Linked DNA regions of Sus scrofa: regions 1 and 3 are each linked to region 2. Evidence: chromatin contacts called from public HiChIP or PLAC-seq data. All regions are on one chromosome and are shown on one strand. The core of a region is the stretch at or near the end of the contact, and the rest is flanking DNA. Distances in the headings are between cores, read along the strand shown.

Region 1 (4,060 bases), core at 233-2,732, 260 kb after region 2:
GTCCTTAGAATAGCTCTAGTAGAGAGCAGTCAGAAATGGGCTGGAGGTCCAATAACAGGAAAAAAATCAATAAAATAGTTTATTATTTAGAAGGATTTGATGGAGAATAATTCCCAGTTCAGCTAGCAATTAGAGCTTTTCACTTCTTAAAGAATCTGTGCTATTGGTAGAGGTTTGTTAAGGAAAAAAACCCTAATGTTATGTATATGCAGAAATTAAACACTACATTTAAATATGACTAATGCAGATATACTTAAGTGTTTGAGAAAGCCAGTTGGGGTCATACTCACTTGGCTTATCCTAAGCTTTGCTACTTGTTAGTTGTGTGACGTTGCGACTCAACCTCTCTGATCATCCGTATCCTCTTTTGTAAAATGTAGATTATGGGTAGTTTACCAGTCAGGAATGAGGTGAGGAATTGGGAAAAATAAAGCAAACAAAATAAAACAAAAATGTGCATCAAAAGTACCTAATACAAGGCTTGGCATAAGAATGAGCTCAGTAAATGCTAGTTCATTTTCCTTAGCCTTTCTAAATTGATCTACAGCTTAAAAACATAGCAAAACTAAACAACAAAACCAATCAAAGTGAAAAAAACTCCAAACAAACAAGAGCCATCTTATTGATTGGGTATTGGAGGATAGGGAGACTACTGAGAAACAAAAAACAAAGACAAAAACAAAATAAAATGAAAGGACTTTACTAGAGCTGCCAGATAAAATACAGGACATCCAGATAAATTTGAATTTCGGGTAAATACTTTTTTTTTTAGTGTAGGTATATCCCAAATATTGCATGGGACATACTTATGCTCAATAAATTATTGTTTATCTGAAATTCAAATGTAACTGGGTGCCAGGTATTTTTTTTTATTACATCAGGCACCCTAGACATGACAGAATATAGTAAGAAACCTCATGCCCTGCACAGCCAACAACCCTCAGAATTCAAAAGAGCTGACTGTATTTCCAACTCTAACTGCAAAGGCTTCCAAGAGAAAGGCTGACCCCATCCACCATGTCTTTGCCAAGTGAAGAGCCCAGACAGGAACCACCATGTGAGTGATTCTGCCTCCTCTGCACCCAGTGTGGGAGCCTGGTGCAGAAGCAGCAGGAAAACTGTGGCACCCGGCCCATTGTCCCTTTGAGTCCCTCTGCCCCAGGCTTTCCTTCGGGTGGGGCCCTGCGGTCACAGTGTGGTGACTCTTTGTCTCAGCACCCCTGCCACGCCCTGCTTAGTCCACCTGGAGGTGGGGGTGGGGTGAGTGAGAGAGAAAACAGGTTGGAGGAGAAAAGAAAAGCCTTATCAATTTTATATTTTTCTTAGCAGGGTTGTGCTCTGCTGTTCTGGTCTGCAAAACTTTAATTATTACTTTGATGCAGGGTGGCTGCAGATTGTCATTGCTAGGCCTGATTTAATAGCCTGCTTGCACAAAGTCCGATAGAGATTGCTTTTGTTGCACTTTCGAACAGCTCGTGACGGTGGCTCTTTTACGTTGAGGAGGAAACTCTGTGGTTAAACTGTAGCCTAGGTATTTTTAGAGCCGTTACCATGTTAACCGAATTTCGTACATTTCACCTGCAGGATATGCAGTAGTGCTTAGGGCCTTCCCTAAACTCTAACCAAAAAATATATGATTTAACAGTTGTTAATACTGTGTTTAGGACCAACTACATGGTATCAGAACATCTATTCACCAAATACGTGGGCTGCCTAAGAATTCCTTTTTGGCCTAAGAATTCCTTTTTGGATGGGTGGTACTGTGCCATTAGGGAGTGTGTTTTTCCCTGGTACAGAATGATTTGAAGGAACCTAACCAAAAGGCTAAAACTGGTTAGTTCTAAAGGTCAGAGCCTGAAGGCAGTGACCCATTTGTTAATCATTAAGCTTTTCTAAGCCATCTCTGACAGAATTCTGGCTTTCTGCCATTTCTCTGGTCATTTTAAGCTGCAAATTCTTGTACTGTTTCAGTTTTTAAGTAGGTAGCAAAGGTTATGAGAAAGACATCAGTTCTTAGTTATTTTTCCTTATCAAACGTCTTTAGGGTTTTGGAAAGCAGAGCTGTTCTGTGTTAAGGGAATCTTTTTAAACATTCCAGCTCTATAGCATTTAAAGATGGACCAGTGGGTCTTCTAAACAGGGAGGGTTTCTAGCTATTATTCCCATGTTAATTAGTTTCCAAAGATAAACAGGAAGTGAGTGAGAGGACACCCACTTAGCCATTAGGTATTAGTTCCCAAATCACTGCTATCCTTAGTGGTTATTTTCAAAAATCCCAGCACTGAAAGTCAAAGAAACAGGAGCAATGTGTTTACCATCTTCTGTCATCAATTAAAAACTGGAAGAGCTCTAAAATATTCTGAATGTTATTTTGTGAAGCCCAATGAGGCTCAAGTGATAGGATGTTTTATTCCCAAATTTAATACCAGTTTATGTTCTGGTCTATCTGAATTAAGGTCGATTTGTACACCAAAAAAAACCCAAAACAAAACAAAAAACAAAACTCCCATAAAAAAAATTAAATTGTATGTAGCCAAGGGATATTAAGCTGCTGAAATACTTGCTATGATATTGAACACGGAATAGTTGTTCTCTATTTCTCAAGGGAAAAAACACTGTCAAACCTTGCTTATCCATAACCCAAACTTCCGGAAGGCTTAAGTATTTGGAATTGCTCCAAACCCTGAATGAGGAGTGGAGAGAGGGATGCAGAGGAAGGACAGGAAGGAGGAGGGGGAGAAGGGGGGAGTGGGGGAGGGAGAGAAGGAGAAGGAGAGAGAATGAGAGAGGAGAGAGAGAGAGAATGAGAACTACCAGAAAGCAAGCAAGTCAGCTTTTAGAAGTAGACCTGAAGCCCTAGCAACACTGAAAAGAGACCTGGAGGTTACATCTGATTGGCTTACCAGCCAGAAGGAATGGTGAGCTCTGATTGGCTGGTGATGATGTCTCCAAATAACCAGCTTTTTCAGGAAAGCAAATTTATGTGGCAGAAGGGACTAGAGACCGAAGAAGCAGGCAAGAAGGAAAGGGAGAGAATAGGACAAACTGAACGGCAGATTATTTGTAGCAGAGGTGATGTCTGATATTAAAATGAGAAAATGAATAACAACACCTATTTATGGAACTGCTTACACTTTACAAAGTGCTTTTACATGTAATCATTGATATTTTCAAAGACCAGCAGGGCTCCCAGAAATTAAATAGCATGCTCCAGGTCACTCAGCTACTAAGAAAAATAGCAGAGATTTTCTGGCCACAAATCCAATACTTCTAATGCCACACAGGTGTTGGGGAAATGATTTGAAGTTGTCCTGCAGGACAGACAGTAGTAGATGCTCTGAACGCAGAAAAGAGAATCAGAAACTACATCAGCCTATAGTTTAGTGGGAAGGGCAAATAGAGGTGTGTGTGTGGCTCTCTGCCTTTCATGACCTCAGACCTCGAAAACACAGACATAGGGAATGTGGGTGTTTGGAAGAGGAGATAGTAGTGGTACAGGTGAGAGCTCAGAGGGCAGTTCTGAATCCATTTCAATGAAGTATATCACTGACTTCTTACACTTGTCATGTAGAAGTCGGGTACCTAACTATTTCCACCTCTTTCTTTGAAAGCCATTCCTGGAGTTTCCACTGTGGCTCAGCAGGTTAAGAAACTAACCTTGTGTCCCTGAGGATGCAAGTTCAATTCCTGGCCTTGCCCAGTGGGTTAAGGATCTGACATTGCGGCTCAGATCTTGCATTACTATGGCTGTGGTATAAGCTGGCTGTTGCAGCTCTGATTGGACCCCTAACCTTGGAATTTCCATATGCAGCACATAGAGTCCTAAAAAAGACAAAAAAACAAAACCCAAGAACAACAACAAAGAAGAAATTCATTCTTTTTTCAGACCTAGTTAATAGCATCAACATTCACCAATTTCTCAAGCTAAAAACCTGAATGGCATCTTTGTCTTTACTTTCTCCCATACCTAATTTATCAACATAGATTCAATTCACAAAAGGCATCTTGAACCAGGCCACTTCTACCCCTCTCTACAGTTACAATTTTTTCCTCCCAGACT
Region 2 (3,998 bases), core at 798-3,297:
AAGTGACTCTTAGGATGCTTTTAGGTAGCTTCAGTGGAGTTGGAGTCAGCATGGTTGGTTTTAGGGGAAGAGAGATTTTGGGGGGGTGGGGTGATGCTGAGATGTCTTAGGATATCTAATCCTACAGAAATGTAGGATTAGATGAGCGAAGCTGGGTGGGTAAAAGTGGGCCCTTGACATCAGACCAAGGGGGAGCCTTGAATCCCAGTCTGATGTTACCAGCTGTGTGACCTTGAGCACGTGACTAGGGTCAGGTATCCAACTCATCTAGTTTGCAAAGGAGTTTTCCATTTTAGCATTGAAAGTCCCATGTCCCAGGAAACTCCACAGCCCCATGCACACTGGGCCAGTTTGCCTGGGACTGTCCTGGAAGGAAAATTGCAAGTCTCTTATCCTGGGAGCCCCCTCAGAGGTGAGCAAACCAGGATGGTTAGTGAACCCATCTGATCAACTTTTGCCTCAGTTTCCTCATCAGAAAAATAGAGATAATAGCTGTACCTTCTTCAGGGCAGGGAATGGATTAAATGAGATGGTATGTGTGAAACACGCAGCATAAAGGTTGGCATAGAAAGATATAAAACAAATATTTGTTGAGAGGATGAATTAGATCAAGCTGGCCAGGGAACCAGGTGGGTACAGAGAGGATGGGGCAAGTAAAGCAGTGTCACCATGGGATGTGGGCAGAGTCCACGGCTCTGTTTACTGAACCTGTGGATTGGGATTCTACCTGTGTTTGTAAAAGAAGGTTTGCCCAGAAAATTAGTAATGTAAACATGGGAAATGTTAGCCCATGGAAGAGGGCAAAGCTTAGCAGCAGCATGTACATTTTAATAACACTTGTGCAAATTATTAGTGAATATGTCCATTCACTAGAGGATTTCCAAGATCCTCTAAAGACTGGGCACATCTGCTTGCTGGTTCAGTTGGCATGGTGGCTGCATGTGTTCAAAAGGATTAAAACCACACTTTGTTTTAGTATTCATTCATTCATTCCATTCATTCATTGACTCAGTCAACAAATACTTACGTAGTATTTTTCATATGTTGGGCATAGTGCTAGGCTCTATGGAGGCTGCGAAGAAATATGAGAAGAAATCGGTACTCCTAGAAAACTGACCAGAAACTTATTTGATCATTACACTTACTTTCTTTAAACTTGAGTCACCATATCCTCTCCCTTATTCTTTCCCCACCCGCATCAAAGCCTTTTGACAGTGGCATAGAAGATTTTACACTCTCTTTAAAGTCCTGGGAGCCAGAAACAGAGAAATCAGAAAGTCCTCATCAGGGCATTTTGAAGAGATGGCCTGCGGACAGGAAAGATAGACTAAAAGGAGCAAGAGAGAGGAGGGGGGATCTGAGGGGGGGAAGCAGAGAAGAGGGGGCAAAGGGGGGCAGAATGGGGAGCAAGGGTTGGGAGCGGGGCAGGGGAGCAGAGGTGGGAGAAGGGGGGCAAGGCGAGAGGAGAGGGGGGAGCAGAAGGGGGAGAAGAGTGGGGAGAGAGGGGAGCGGGGGAGGGGGGAAGAGAGGAGGAAGCAGAGGGGAAAGAGAGGGGGTGCAGAGGGGAGGAGCGGGCAGAAAAGGGGGGAGCAGAGTTGAGAGAAGAGGGGGACAGAGGGGAGAGCAAAGACAGGGAGTGGAGTGTGGGGAGCAGAGAGGGGAGGATGGAGGGGAGCAGAGAGAGAGGCGGGTAGAGAGAGAGGGGGGCAGAAAGGAGGGGAGCAGAGAGGAGGGTAAGGGGGCCAAGAGCAAAAGGGGGGGCAAGTAGGAGACATTTTGAGGGAAGGGGTCTGGGGCGAGAAAGCAGAGGGAGCAGCGAGAGGGGACAGGAAGGAAGCAGGTGGGGAGGAAGGAGCCCCCAGGAGGCTTGCTAAGCTATAGGCCCCCCCCCCCCCCGCTGCCGTTGAATAAAATGTTGAAATCACACACGTAAGGGTTTTTTTTTTTTTTCTTTCTTTTTTTTTAAATCGTGGTTTTGTTTCTTTAGCCACAGCTAAGAGGAAACCAAGGTGGAGACCAGAGCGTGGGGACGAGGCCAGGCTCATGGCCCCGGCCCCGCCGTGTCCGTTGCCATCTGCCCGGGACGTGTCTCCTGCTCCTGCCTACAGCCCCTTTGTGACCCTGAAGGAGCAGGACCCCGCTCTCCCGGTGGGCCCCTGACACTGAGTCTCCCTGGGGACGAGGCCACCTCCTCCAGGAGCCAGCAGCTCCCCTGAGCTTTGCAAGCTGCCGCTTCCCCAAACTGCTTCCTCCTCAGAACCGCTCTGGTGCAACCTTGACGCCACCCTTCCTCTTCCTCCACCTGAAGAGGCAAAGCAGGGCCTGGCGAGAACACTGGCTGCTTCCTCCTTCCTTTCATTTTCTCCCAACCTCCTTCCCCCTTGCCATGTTCCTGTGGGGTACCGACATCCCCGAGGCTTTCCAAAAGCAAGAGACTCAGGCTGAAAATGCATACCACACCCCAGGCCTCGGAGTCCAAGAAGGAAGAGTTGTGTGTAAATAATCAGTTCACTTTGCCTTGGAGGATGGTCAGGCTGGAAGGGCCCTCGGAGAGCATGATTGTTAGCCAAGAGCTGCGGACCAGAAGGTTGAAACATTCCACCATCCGAGCCAAGTGGTCAGATCACTGGCTGCCTCCATCAGCAAAACGCTGAGGCCAGGCCTGGCCAGCCCCAGAATGGCTGCCAATGGGGGTGTGTCCCAGCAACCCCACCCGGGTATATCTCTTGGGTTATAGTTTTAAGAGGCAAAAACCATTGTCGACTCCTGACTTGAAACCATGCTATTGCCTATCAATTTGGGGACTTGAAAAAATTGTGTCTCATCTCTTTGAAAGATGCTAAGCTATTAAGTGCGAGAAGTCAGGCAATTTCTTTGTGAACCTGGCTTTGCTGTTTGTCTCCGACCCTTCTGAGTTCAGACCGCCTCGTTTCTGGGCCTCATTTTTTTGCTTTGCATCATTAGACTCTTAGGATGCTTTTTGGTATTACTCAACTGTCTGGATAGTCCATATTCTGAACAAATTCACATAGATGGCATCTGCCCAGTGCTTCCAGAGGCTCAGGTCTAGCTCGGAGATGATTACATTAAATTATGCTTGCATATCACATAATGGTTTGCAAGCACTTTCCCCATGCAGTATTTCGCTGAAGCCTGAAACAACTCTGCCGGATGGATATGATTCCTCCCTCTTTTTTTTTTTTTTTTTTTTTTTTTTTTTTTTTTTTTTTTTGCTTTTTAGGGCTGCACTCAGGGCACATGGAAGTTCCCAGGCTAGGGGTCGCATTGGAGCTGCAGCCGTCAGCCTACACCACAGCCACAGCAACATGGGATCTGAGCCATGTCTGTGACTTACACCACCGCTCACAGCCAGGCCGGATCCTTAACCCACTGAGTGAAGCCAGGGATCAAACCTGCAACCTCACGGTTACTAGTCGGATTCATTTCCACTGCGCCACAATGGGAAGTCTGATTCCTCTCCGTTTGTTGATGAGGAAGTAGAGAGGTGAACTGACCAACCTGCAGTGTTAGAGCTAATGGCAGGTCCAGATTACCTGACTTAAATTGTAAGCCTTTCCACCACACCTGTTGCCTGTCAATGACAGAAAAATAAAGATAATAACTAATACGGATTGAGTTTTTACGATTCGCCAGGCACCATGCTAAGTACTTTAACGTGCGTTATCTCACTGAGTTTACTTGACAGATACATGAGGGAGCTGATGTTATTATCCCCATTTTTAGATAAGAGAAGTGAGGCTTAGTGGGATTAAGTGCATTCTTCACTGTCACATGAAGAGCAAGTAGCAGAGTAGGGACCTAAATCCAACTCCTGGGATCCCAGAGCTGGTGTTCCTAACCCATGACCCCTCCTGCAGCAGGCCAGAGGTAGGACAGCCAATAAAACTTGAGCCCTTGTATTTAATTGTCCAAACGTTTCTTTGTTTCCTGTTTAAACATTTCAGCGCTCTGGAATACCAGAAGCCCTGTTAACTAAG
Region 3 (4,176 bases), core at 508-3,007, 230 kb before region 2:
GCTTCTAAACTAGCTCTCTTGGGGTTTCTAGTCTTCAGGGGCTGCCTGCAACTGTAATGTGCTCATATACCATATTCTTTCTCTTACACTGAATAAATCCTCTTTAGACCTTCCTAGGCACCTACTCAAAATTACAGCAATACAAATGCAAACTGATTCCATTCTCTCAGATCTAAAAGACTATTAGTACCTCAACCTATCAACTTAAATACTTTTGGACTCGAATTCTACTTGAATTCTACTTCCTAGGGGATAGAAAGAAGGAATTCTAGGTTGGTATTGCTGCCCACCCTCTCCAAACGAAGGTGGACAATTCACTTTGCAGCTGGTCAATGCGCTCTGGTTGTCAGCCTTTCTGAATCAGCTCCCTCACGGGATAGGTCTATCAGTCCCAAGTAAGCAGACTTGACAAGTTTGTTCTGGGCTGAAGGCCATTGACTAGGTTCTCCGACCAGATAAGTCACTTGGCTGAGTCTACAGTAGGTGGGGCACGCTCACCAGCTCAGAGGCAGTGACAAAGTTTGTTGCAACATCGTTAAATTCACGCAGCGGGCTGCTGCCCGGAGATACCCTTTTGCCCCAAGAATACAGTACCTGAAAGTTTCGCCCTAAGGGGTAGTGTACTAGCTCCAGACCCCCAGGGTTTGAGAAGTCGCGGTGCTAGGGAATCTAGAACGCGGAGTCTCAGTTTTCCGGCCTCTAGCTTGCTCTGGGGGTAGCAGGCGAAGGGTGCGACCAGTTTGGGAAGTCTCGCTCTAAGATTTGCAAGAATCAACGGCAGCGACCAAGGCGAGGGGAGGCGGGGGCACGTGCTTGGATGTGGGTGCTTGTGTAACCAGCTCCTCAGGCTCCAGTCCCGACAGCGCTTCAGCGGGAGGCTCGTCTGAACCTGTCTTTCCACCAAGACCCAGGAGGCTCTGGGGTCCCTCTGCTTCTGAAAGGCGGGAGCCCTCTGGGCAAAAGAAGCGAAACACTTGCCTCTGGAGTTATCAAATGGGAGTGGGAATTTGGAAAGTTCCCCAACTAGGATCACACGTGACCTCCCCCTGAAAGTAGTTCCGACTGTGGCCCGTATATCCCTCCACCTCTTTTTGAACCCTCCTCGGTCTCCTCGGCTCCGCCCACTCGCCGGGGCTGCAGCTTCCTACCGTCGCGTACTTCACTCTCCGGCCCAGCAACCCGAGTCTCCGCCCGGGTGGTGGAGCGCGGAACCGGGCCCCGGGGCGATCCAGCCAGCCAGGTTTTCACAGCGGCCCAAAAGGGGGCGGGGCGAGGAGTCTTTGGCTCAGTTCGACGCGGTGAACCCTACTGGAACCCCGAGGGGAGAGATGCTCTCTGCTCTCCAGGGGGCTGGGGTGCATCCCAGCGTCGGGTATCAGCTTTCATTTCACCTGGACATTTGTCCTTTGGGATCTAGAAATTCAGGGGCGATGTGTTCATATTCAGCACGCTCTGCTGGACCTTTCAATTTTAGGGCAAATGAACCAGGTTGCCGGGGAAGCGGGAGGTGGGGCGATGCAAGGGAGCCGGATGAGGTGATACACACTAGAGACACAATAGGGGATTCTTTGTATTAAGACTGACACCTTGAGGACACGGGTGGGGGTGGGGGATAGGTGGATTTTTTGGCAGAGGCTGCTGCAGTCAAATCCCTGCGAACGATTGTGATCCGACAGCGGTGCAAAAGGACGGGGGGTTGCAGGCCGTGCCAGGGAAATCTGGGGGCAAGGGGAGAGGTGTCCTCGCTGTAGGGACCATCCTTGCGCTTCCCGGTACACTACCAGCGCAGTCACCTGGTCTTTCCCACCTGTGCACAGGTAACCTCAGACTCGCGTCAGTGACACTGCTCAAAGAACCTGCCTCAGCCTTCACCTTAACCCCCCTGTCTCGCTCGCAACAGCCTATTCTGCCTCGGGTTGCGTTGCTGGGCACAGGCTATGGTTCAGCTCGTCCCCCCACCCTGCGTTGCTGCAGAAGCAGCCGCAGCAAGTGCAGCTTCAGGAGGGGGCCTCGGAACAAGCCCGAGCGAGCCCCGGGCAGTCATACTGGGCATGCTCAGTGGCGCCAGCAGGTTGGGGACTCGGCGCTCGCACCAGAGCTGCCGCTTCTGCCCCCTCCCTAAAACCCCAGCCCTGCCCTGCGCGTCTCTCCCCTGGCGCGGTCCGGCCCGCCTCCCGCCTCCCGCCTCCCCTCGGGCTCCCAGGCGCCCCTGCCCCTAGCGCGGCGGCGGAGGGGGCGGGCAGGCTGGCGGGCGGTGATGTGGCGGGACTCTTTGTGCACTGCGGCAGGATACCCGTTCGGAGCCGGGACGCGGCTGCGCTCAGTTCTCTCCTCTCGGAAGCTGCAGCCATGATGGAAGTTTGAGAGTTGGGCCGCTGTGAGGCGAGACCGGGCTCAGGCGAAGGAGATGAGAGACGGCGGCGGCCGCGGCCCAGAGCCCCTCTCAACGCCTGTGAGCAGCCGCGGGGGCAGCGCCCTCGGGGAGCCGGCCGGCCGGCGGCGGCGGCAGCGGCGGCGTTTCTCGCCTCCTCTTCGTCCTCTTTTCTAACCGTGCAGCCTCTTCCTCGGCTTCTTCTGAAAGGGACGGTGGAAGCCGTGGGCTCGGGCGGGAGCCGGCTGAGGAGCGGCGGCGGCACCTCCCGCTCCTGGAGCGGGGGGGAGAAGCGGCGGCGGCGGCGGCGGCGGCGGCTGCAGCTCCGGGGAGGGGGTCGGAGTCGCCTGTCATCATTTCCAGGGCTGGGAACGCCGGAGAGTTGGTCTCTCCCCTCTTACTGCCTCCAACACGGCGGCGGCGGCGGCGGCACATCCAGGGACCCGGGCCGGTTTTAAACCTCCCCTCCGCCGCCGCCGCACCCCCCCTGGCCCGGGCTCCAGAGGCCGCCGGAGGAGGCAGCCTTTCCGAGGATTATTCGTCTTCTCCCCATTCCGCTGCCGCCGCTGCCAGATCTCTGGCTGCTGAGGAGAAGCAGGCCCAGTCGCTGCAACCATCCAGCAGCCGCCGCAGCAGCCATTACCCGGCTGCGGTCCAGAGCCAAGCGGCAGCAGAGCGAGGGGCATCAGCTACCGCCAAGTCCAGAGCCATTTCCATCCTGCAGAAGAAGCCCCGCCACCAGCAGCTTCTGCCATCTCTCTCCTCCTTTTTCTTCAGCCACAGACTCCCAGACATGACAGCCATCATCAAAGAGATCGTTAGCAGAAACAAAAGGAGATATCAAGAGGATGGATTCGACTTAGACTTGACCTGTATCCATTTCTGTGGCTGCTGCTCCTCTTTGCTTTTCTGTCACTCGCTCTTATAACGTGGGAGTAGACGGATGCGAAAAATGTCCATAGTTTGGGTGACTATAACATTTAACCCTAATCAGATTTCTAGATCATGTATATTTTGTGCTGCTTTTGAATGCATTCAGCCTAGGGTGTGTTCATCTAGACAGAACTCTTGCTTGGTTGCAAGTGTCAAGGCGCCCATGGGTTTCTTAGTCTGTCTACGGGGTCTCTTCCTAAGGGCTATTGTCCGTTAATACAGAATACAGTACAGTGTTAGTGGATTAGTGAGCTCGGTAATCCGGTCTATTAAATGAACAGAAAAGTAGATGCTTTGAGGTTGAGCATATTTCGATTAAATCTTGGCTTTAGGCCCTAGATCAAGGGTATAGATCAGATTAAAATGAAAATTAGTGTTGCACGTACGCATATTGCATCAGAATCTTGCAGTGATTGTTTTGAGTTTCCTGGGTTGCATTGATAGATTCTTTTAAAATGTGAGTTGTGAACTGATTTGCATAACTTTAGAGAGAATCATTTTAGCATATATGGTGCTCATTTGAAGGCAAAAGTAGGTTTGTGTGTTAAAACAAAGTTAATTACAACTTTGAACTGCATGTGGAAGTTTTGTAGCTTGAAATCAATAGTGCCGTGGTATATCTCATAAATCGTTCTTATTAGATCTTTGTTAAATTTGCTCCCCTCCCCCCATTGGGGTGATATGGGATAGGATATGAAATTTGCAATTCAGTAGCATTTTATATTCAGTGCTCTTGTGACAAGTAGTAGAATGGAGATTGAGTGGTTTTTGATCCCAGATGATAAGGTTGTATAGGTTGAAGGGTATAGTGTGTAGCAAATGGTGATTGCAGAGATTAAACTTCAGTTTCACTTGAAATTTAAGTATTATTG

Evidence for each region. HiChIP or PLAC-seq counts read pairs in DNA pulled down with a chosen protein or histone mark.
Region 1: an H3K27ac HiChIP or PLAC-seq map of skeletal muscle shows a contact between it and region 2, with 9 times the contacts expected there. The contact joins two enhancer-like sites. A contact is called at or near these places in 1 of 5 promoter capture datasets (liver), 11 of 47 Hi-C or Micro-C datasets (alveolar macrophages, embryonic fibroblasts, epiblast stem cells and 6 more) and 2 of 2 datasets of contacts at active chromatin or transcription factors (alveolar macrophages and skeletal muscle).
Region 3: a contact with region 2 is called in an H3K27ac HiChIP or PLAC-seq map of skeletal muscle, with 7 times the contacts expected there. The contact joins the promoter of KLLN here to the enhancer-like site in region 2. A contact is called at or near these places in 4 of 5 promoter capture datasets (fetal liver, fetal skeletal muscle and liver), 26 of 47 Hi-C or Micro-C datasets (adipocytes, adipose tissue, alveolar macrophages and 16 more) and 2 of 2 datasets of contacts at active chromatin or transcription factors (alveolar macrophages and skeletal muscle).

What each region holds. Positions count from the first base shown.
Region 1 is chr14:100,410,734-100,414,793 of Sscrofa11.1, forward strand. All of the region lies in intron 4 of RNLS (renalase), which reads right to left. Among named protein-coding and RNA genes, the nearest start is that of RNLS, 190 kb to the right of the region's middle. Within about 2 kb of position 1,483, at least 43 of the 83 cell types and tissues checked have an H3K27ac peak or open chromatin away from gene starts, as enhancers often do. A contact at or near this core is called in fetal liver, liver, omental adipose tissue and 1 more, where this site is marked.
Region 2 is chr14:100,154,629-100,158,626 of Sscrofa11.1, forward strand. No RefSeq gene overlaps it. Among named protein-coding and RNA genes, the nearest start is that of PTEN, 230 kb to the left of the region's middle. Within about 2 kb of position 2,048, at least 22 of the 83 cell types and tissues checked have an H3K27ac peak or open chromatin away from gene starts, as enhancers often do. A contact at or near this core is called in adipose tissue, fetal liver, liver and 4 more, where this site is marked.
Region 3 is chr14:99,927,130-99,931,305 of Sscrofa11.1, forward strand. KLLN (killin) reads right to left here and starts at 1,758. Exons shown (of 3, transcript XM_021073704.1): 1 at 1,675-1,758; 2 at 1,117-1,305; 3 at 1-1,114. The coding sequence starts at 1,758. The coding sequence ends at 542. PTEN (phosphatase and tensin homolog) reads left to right here and starts at 2,927. Exons shown (of 9, transcript NM_001143696.1): 1 at 2,927-3,243. The coding sequence starts at 3,165.